Linked DNA regions of Mus musculus: region 1 is linked to region 2. Evidence: chromatin contacts called from public HiChIP or PLAC-seq data. All regions are on one chromosome and are shown on one strand. Each heading gives the region's core, a stretch centred on a gene start, on an enhancer-like site or on the middle of the called end of the contact. The rest is flanking DNA. Distances are from core to core; before and after follow the strand shown.

Region 1 (3,788 bases), core at 411-2,910, 280 kb after region 2:
AGTAAAAGATGCCCCGTTCATCACTTAATCTTTCCAACTCCTATTTCTCCATGGGTTTGCTTTCCCTGCTAGGGAACTGAACCTTCTTAGAACTGCGTTAGGTTTTGTGACGCTCAACGACTGGTCATCTAGAATAGGTTCGGTGTTCAGTAATGTACATGATCAACTTTTTTTTTTAAAGATTTATTTATTGTTATATGTAAGTATACTGTAGCTGTCCTCAGACACATCAGAAGAGGGCATCAAATCTCATTATGGATGGTTGTGAGCCACCATGTGATTGCTGGGATTTGAACTCAGGACCTCTGGAAGAGCAGTCAGTGCTCTTAGCCCCATGATCAACTTGTAATGATGCACACAGTGGATTGTACTCATCACCGATAGACTTGCTGCTACCGATAATATTTAGTTCAACACAATTTGACCCACTTACAGCGTTCTCCTGTAACTCTAAAAGAATTTGGGAAGAGAGTCCTTTTCTTTTCCTTTTCTTTCCTTTCCTTTCCTTTCCTTTCCTTTCCTTTCCTTTCCTTTCCTTTCCTTTCCTTTCCTTTCCTTTCTTTTCTTTTCTCTTCTCTTCTTTTTCCTTATTTTTATTTTTGTTATTTTCAGGAAGATAAGATAACGAATTTATCACACAGCTTCTAAAATTTAAAAAATTAAGGGGTTTTATTTAAAGACTGAGGATTAAGGTAAAGCTATATTTTGAATTTGTAATTTAATTAGGTTTATATTTATTTTTATATAAGGCATTACGTATAATCTATATATTTCTTTCATTATCTCTTTTGTTTATTTGTTTTTGAGACAGGGGTTTCTCTTTGTGTAGCCCTGGCTGTCCTGGGACTCAGGCTATCAATCAGGCTGGCCTCGAACTCACAGTGCTGGGATTAAAGTGCAAACACAGCCCCACAATTAGGCTGTATTTTACTGTCAATACAGTGATAAAGAGCCCTAGGGCAGTAAGTAGTACATGTGTTTAGTCCCAGCCCTTGAGAGGCAAAGGTAGGTCAGGGCCAGGAAAAACAGTCTTTAAAAACCACCATTTCTGTAAGGTGCAACAATTGTAGGTCTTCCAGTGTGCTGTTTCAAGCCAGTACACCACCAGAGGGTTACTTCAGCATCATCCTCTTTTGAAGATGATAAGCATTTCCCAGAGACAAAGGACTCTTGTTCTAGATGTTTAAAGATTGAAAACATGGACCCAGGACATCATGCAATGTCTTCATGAAAAACTCATCCTGGTCACTTATGAGAAATGATCAAAAGATGAAGCATAGCCGAGCCTCCCACAATCTGTAAGGTTCCATGCAGAGGGTGCTCATTGTAAGAGCGCTGGTCTTCGTTGGCTTACGAACTGGCTAATCACAGGAATCAGACTCCGACTCAGCTCTGGGCTGGCCACAAAAGGCTTATTTTTTTCTGACGTTGAATGTTTTTGGCTTTACTGACACAGTCTGTGGCCTACTGAGGCATTTCTGTCTGTAGAGAAAGCTGTCATTGGATGACACAAGAAATAACAGGCCTGGCTGTGTTCTGACAGACTTCCATTTACAAAAATCTCAGCCAGTCCACTGGCTAGGGTTTGCAGGCTCCTAGAGTTGGAAGCGGTTTAGCAATTCATTGCCTTGTGAAGAGAGGGCTCTGCTAATCCTACAGAGCAAAGGCCTCTAAGTATTTGAGTCAGAGCCTGCCATCTACCACGTGACTGATGGAGCTAGAGATAGAACTAAAGACTGGCAGGGACTTATGCCAACATTGTACTCCATTTCTCCACTCTACTGGGAATGCAGGCACTTCACTCTCAAATTCACTGTATGTTAGCTGCTTCTCGGGCCTCGCTGGGTTTTCCTTAAGGTCACACCAATCAAGAAGATATCTTTAAAAATTAAAACACAGAGTCATAGTGTGCACCCCTTTAACGATAAAGTAAGAGTGAAATAGTTCCTTGAAAACACAACTCTGTCCTTTACATTTTTTTTTGTTATCTTTCTTATGCACTCCTTGTATGTGACATGTGTATATGTCTGTATGTGCACACAGTCCACCAAGCATGTGTGGAGATGAGAGGACAACCCAGTGTTTATTTCTTTCCTTCCACCACGAGGTTCTAGGGATCAAACACAGGTCGCACCTGATGAGCCATCTTGCCTGACCAACTCTGTTCCTTTTAAAGTGAAGCTGTGCTGCAGGCAGGCAAAACCTTTGAGGGTGGCAGTGGAGAAGGTGGTGCTTGCTAGGCAAGTCATCAAGTCATTCCCCTGCCATCTCCTGTGTGGCCTGGCCTAAGGGAATCCTTCGTTTACCTGATCAGCACTCACCTGTAAAAATTAAAGCAGTGCAGCCTTGCCTTTGAACCGCTTTCCAGAGCTGGCCTGGAACTCACAGATCCCCGCCTGCCTCTGCCCGCTGGGTGCCCGTAAAGGCCTGCGCCTGTGTCACAACACCCAGCTGGGATAGGATTTTTTTTTAATCTTTTGCAAATGTCAGTTTATCTGTGTATACTTTATAGGGATCTGTTTCCCTTATGCCTGATCTAGCCTAGGTCAATAGATCAACTTAGTCTAATGACAGCCTTGCAAACGTCATACGAGAGGTCTAAGCTAAGCCCTTTAAAGTCTCAGATCCTACAGTGGGCATTTAATGACCTACGAATGAAAATAAACTCCCTTTGATGTAATTTTTTTTTAAAGTGGAAAAAGAGGTGGAGATGTTTTAAATAAAATAAGAAAGCAAAAATAGTTTTAAATTCCTTTATGAGTAATGATCCCCCCCACACACACACACCTTAAAAAAAAAGGAATACATTCTAAACACTGCCTTTGATGACCAATGTCTGCCTTTAATGGCCAATGGCTGCCTTTAATGACCAGTGGCTAAGAGTCGTACTGCACTTTGTACCAAGTCTCCCCACAGTTTAGTTGGTGGCCATTACCTGTATTTTCCCATGGAAGAAACTAGAACATTCATATTACCACTAAATCACCCAAGAATGTCGATACTGTGAATACAGGAATCGCGATCTAAAGGGAACTGTTTATCCATTAAACAGCTCTTCCTGGGCATGAGGCAGGGAAAGATGATAACACGGTACTGGGGAAGCTGGTACTAAGTAATATACTCTGGCCACAGCATGGAGACTCAAGTGTATTGTTAGCCATGATGCCATGTGTGCCTGCGTGCCTGTGTACGTGTGTGTGCATGTGTGTGCGTGTGTGCATGTACAGGCTTTGAGACAGGGTCTCTCTGTGTAGCCCTGGCTGTCCTGGAACTCACTATATAGAACAGGCTGGCCTTGAACTGACAGAGAGACACCTGCCTTGACTTTCCCAACCAGACAGTAAAGGCGTGCATCCAAGTGTTTTCTCAATGAAAGCATGCCAGTAAACACATTCACAGACATCTGCTTCACTTGATGTCTCCCAAGTCACCTTCCATGTCTATGGCATCCTCGCCAGAGGGGGAGAAAAGAATGTGGGTGTGGGGAGGGAGAAGTCTGCAGTTGAAGAAAACATATGATTGGATCATGACAGTAGCCTGAGTGGGAAGGATTGCTGCTCCCTCCTACCTTATATGACAGAAAACCTCATTACTATTCTAGTTGTCCTAAAGCAAGGAAGCCCATGGGATTAGAGGTCAGTAGAAGTTCGTAAGAAACAGCAGGTGGGTAGGAGAGCCCAATGATCACAAAATAAAATATCAAAATGGAGAAAGGCTGCATGGCCACATATTCAAAAGGACCAGGAGGTTACAGGGAAGAACTAGAGATTGTCCAGGCACAGTTTGTA
Region 2 (3,752 bases), core at 259-2,758:
ATGCCAGTCCATCTGCTGTGCCACTCCCTGCCTTGCTCCCTTGTTACAAGCTCCTCACTGATGCTGGAGCCAGGCCGGCATCCTGACTTTGCATACCCCGGCATTCAGGTTACAGATCCATTCTCAGATGGATGCTGCGAATTTGAACTTGGATTTTCAGGTTTTCACAACCAGTGTTTTAATCTACTGAGTAACCTCGTCAGCCGCTTGACCAATCTTGACGACCACTAGACAAGACACAGAACTGTCACCAATGACAATCCTCTCCCATCTGCCTTTTTTCCAATTTTTTTTACTTGAGAGGACAAGCAAGGGTAACCGTCAAGTGAAGGAACGTTCTTGGTAACACAGGCCAAAGCGATCCCTAAAATGTTAAGATGATTTTAAACTGTAAGAAAAATACCCTTTAGATTTATATGGCAAAGCCTAGGTTAGTGTTCCTGTCTGCCTTGTGTGGTAAGGCATATCCTAACACCAGGATGTGCTGACAGAATAGAAGCCTTGTCACTTAAAATAGAAAGTAGAAGTAGACAGATTGAAAAAAAAATGGCTCATAAGAAAGCTGAAAGTCGTTTCTACAGTGGGGTAATCTCTATCCTAGAAAAGCCCAGAAATAAAATTGTCAGCTAAAGAGGAATTTGGATTCTGATAGGCAGGATAGCCAAGGCTGGGGGTGGGGTGGGGCACTTGGATATTTGACGTATGTCACTTTAAAATGCCTGTGGCTTGAGCCTCACCAACCATGTCCCTGTAGTGTTCCTTCTGTGAAGGAAAATATAACTGCCCAAATACTGACATCCTGATCAGGAAGGGAGGGAACACACTATTCAGTAGTTATTTTGTGAATCTTTCGGGTTTTGCCCATTTGAATCAAGTACTAGATCTCAACAGAAAATAGATTTCCTCTCGAGAATTGTAGTCAAAAGAAGCAAAAGTCACCGAGAGAGAATCGGGAGCCAGACACACCCGAGGTGCATCTCACTCACAAAGCCTTCTGTGTTCAAGCCTCGGGTGTATTAGAGTTTTAAAGCTAGGTTTGACCCTTCTCACATTATAAACATTAGACTAATCATCTCTGCTTTTTAGTGTTTCAGAACCACTTAGCATTTTATGTTTTTGTTTATAGCCTTCCTTTTGGGGTGTGTGTGGGGTGTGTGTGTGTGTGTGTGTGTGTGTGTGTGTGTGTTCACACTTCAACACAGGCATGTATAGCTACAAGCAGTCCTGATAAAATAAATCAACATCTTTGGGAACAGCTTGCAGAAGCAAGAAGGATAAGAGAGGCTGTGCACTCAGTTCCTAAGACAATGGCATGATTCATCCTTACATCCAGATGTATCCAGATGCATTCAGCGGTGGCTTTGGAGGGTATGAAGCCTCTCCCTGTCCCTTCAATGGCTTTTTTTTTTTTTTTGCAACTGTTCATTTTGGCTGTTGGTGTCTCCCCAGCTGGAACTGGACATTCATGTTAGCAGAGAACTGAACGTCTCAGCCCTTTTCCATGAGCCCATTGTGAGATGTGAGCTGCTGTGTAGGGTGCTGTACCATTGGTGTTGATTGCTGTTTGGGTAACAGGAAGAAACCTGGTACTTTTGTTCTGTTCAAACACTCATCCTATTCATGGGCACTGTTTATATCAGAGGAAAATGTTCTCGCAGAGAGACCAATAATTTAGAAACTACTTGAACAGGAGTTTGAATGGCTTCTGTTGGCGTCTTTATTTGTACTCTCCACTGCCGAGCACAATGCGAGACTGTCTTAAAGTGTTCTCTCTCGCGGGCTCGCTTTATTGTGAGCCAAATCTTGTTCCCTGTGCACAGAATAAAACCACTATCACGAACAAAAAGGCTGAACCATATAACTCCCGTTCTCCACTTCTCAGATAACAGGAAGAACTACAGGAACAAAGAGCACGCGCGCCCATCTGCAGCGTTCATTTTCAAGACGAGTTCAATAAAATCAAGCAAACCATGAGATATCGTTGGAGATGTATTAGGAAGCACTGACGCTCAGTATCCTCAAACACATGGCAGTTTTCCAAGTGAGTTGAGACTTGGAATGCAAGAAGCCTGTGCACCGCTGAAGGTCTGTGGGGTTCCCAGGCCCTCCCTGTCCTCGCCGTTATGATAAAGAGGAGGCAACTCTTTGAGATGTTCCTTCGGGCAGACAGTGGCCCAAGCGCCCGTAGCATTCTTTGTGGAGAAGAGACAGCTTTACTTATCTAGCAATTGATTTATATGTTCTTTCCCAGCCTCGTTGCCCTGAGTTTTGTGTGTAATTTCCCCAGCTCGGACTTGGAGAGCAGCAGTGGCATCTTGGTCTGTAAGTCATCTTCGGATAGCTGCACCCCTTGAATCCTGCTGGCTTTTCAGTGTCACCACTAAAGACGATGAAGAAGTCCTGCTGGACTTTCATCATGGTCCCCAGCGCTGATGCTAATCTATCCACATTCTCAACACAGTGCGTTCAGCAATCAGATACAGCCAAAGCCCTCTAGGGGGCTCAACAGTCATGCAACTACTTCTGGTTGGTCCGTACCAACCAGGTGATGCCATCCAAGTGGCTCCCTTTAAGATCCTTCTCACGTACATGGGAGAGCTTGGCAGAGATGTATCGCTTTCTGGTAAGGGGAAGTGGACGATGCAGATCTCTAGGCTGGCAACACTGTGTCCTTCCCAAACTCAGTTGCTCCATCCCAATCTGAGCTAAGAAGTCTTAGGCCTTCTCTTCTGCACAGGGTAGGTATTTATTCACCATTCCTGGGAGGAAACAAAGGAAGGCCCAGTCCCTCAGTTCTCAGGTATGCAGACCTGAGGTCTGGCTATCACCCTTCCCTAAGGTTTTGCCTTTATTGCAAGACAAGGTCCAGAATTCATTTACACCATCCGTGTCTTGAGTCCCCTAATTTGTCCTCCTTCCCTCTGTCAAAAGTGTTAGCTGTAATCCCGTGGATTGCAAGAGCTCTGCTCTGTGTTAAACACCCCCACACACACACACACACACATACACACAAAACCCAAGATCCACAATCAGATATTTGAAAGCAAAATGCCAAGGGAATATCTTACTCTGTACTTCATGCTTTGACATCAGATCCTAGAGACATAATGTGAGAAATTCCGTAGGGGAATCAGGGAAACAGGAAGCAGAGAGGGAAAATGAAGATGACCAGGTTCGTGTTAACATTGTTTCATAATCCTTTGGTTTTTGTTGTTTGGAGTTTCAGTACCATTAGAGGAGACATGAATATAAGGAGGCTCTCTTCCATGAGAGAAACTGTTCACCGGGCTTTGCACAGTATGTTATTTTGGAGTTTATTTGTATGCTGCTGAGGCTGAAATTGAGGGTCTTGTTCGCGCTAGGTGCCTCTGTACTGGAGATCCGGTCTTGCTGTTAGCAGTAGTTGGGTTTCACCTCACAGTGTATAACACAGGCAGATCTCAAACTCAGACTTCACTACTCTCCTGGTTCAGCCTTTTCAAGACTGTTCTTATTGAGATTTGGTTTGGTTTGGTTTTGGGGGTTGGTTTAGTTTTTTGGTTCTGGTTTTCCTACACAGGGTTTCTCTGTGTAGCTCTGGCTTTCCTGGAACTTTCTCTGAAGACCAAGCTAGCTTCTGCCTCCAGAGTGCTGAGATTAAAGGCATGTATCACCAGCAGCCAGCAAATGCTGGGCTTATTAACACAACACTCTCCACCAATGTCTGTAGCTTGGCTATTATTTTATCTTGAGTACTGGAGTTAAGCCTAGAG

What was found. HiChIP or PLAC-seq counts read pairs in DNA pulled down with a chosen protein or histone mark.
Region 1: an H3K27ac HiChIP or PLAC-seq map of oligodendrocyte precursor cells shows a contact between it and region 2, with 4 times the contacts expected there. The contact joins two enhancer-like sites. A contact is called at or near these places in 1 of 115 datasets of contacts at active chromatin or transcription factors (oligodendrocyte precursor cells) and 2 of 9 other capture datasets (adipose tissue and liver).

What each region holds. Positions count from the first base shown.
Region 1 is chr10:21,929,526-21,933,313 of GRCm38.p6, forward strand. All of the region lies in intron 2 of Sgk1 (serum/glucocorticoid regulated kinase 1), which reads left to right. Among named protein-coding and RNA genes, the nearest start is that of Gm46215, 49 kb to the left of the region's middle. Within about 2 kb of position 1,661, at least 28 of the 459 cell types and tissues checked have an H3K27ac peak or open chromatin away from gene starts, as enhancers often do. A contact at or near this core is called in oligodendrocyte precursor cells, where this site is marked.
Region 2 is chr10:21,651,108-21,654,859 of GRCm38.p6, forward strand. No RefSeq gene overlaps it. Among named protein-coding and RNA genes, the nearest start is that of Gm5420, 38 kb to the right of the region's middle. Within about 2 kb of position 1,509, at least 33 of the 459 cell types and tissues checked have an H3K27ac peak or open chromatin away from gene starts, as enhancers often do. A contact at or near this core is called in oligodendrocyte precursor cells, where this site is marked.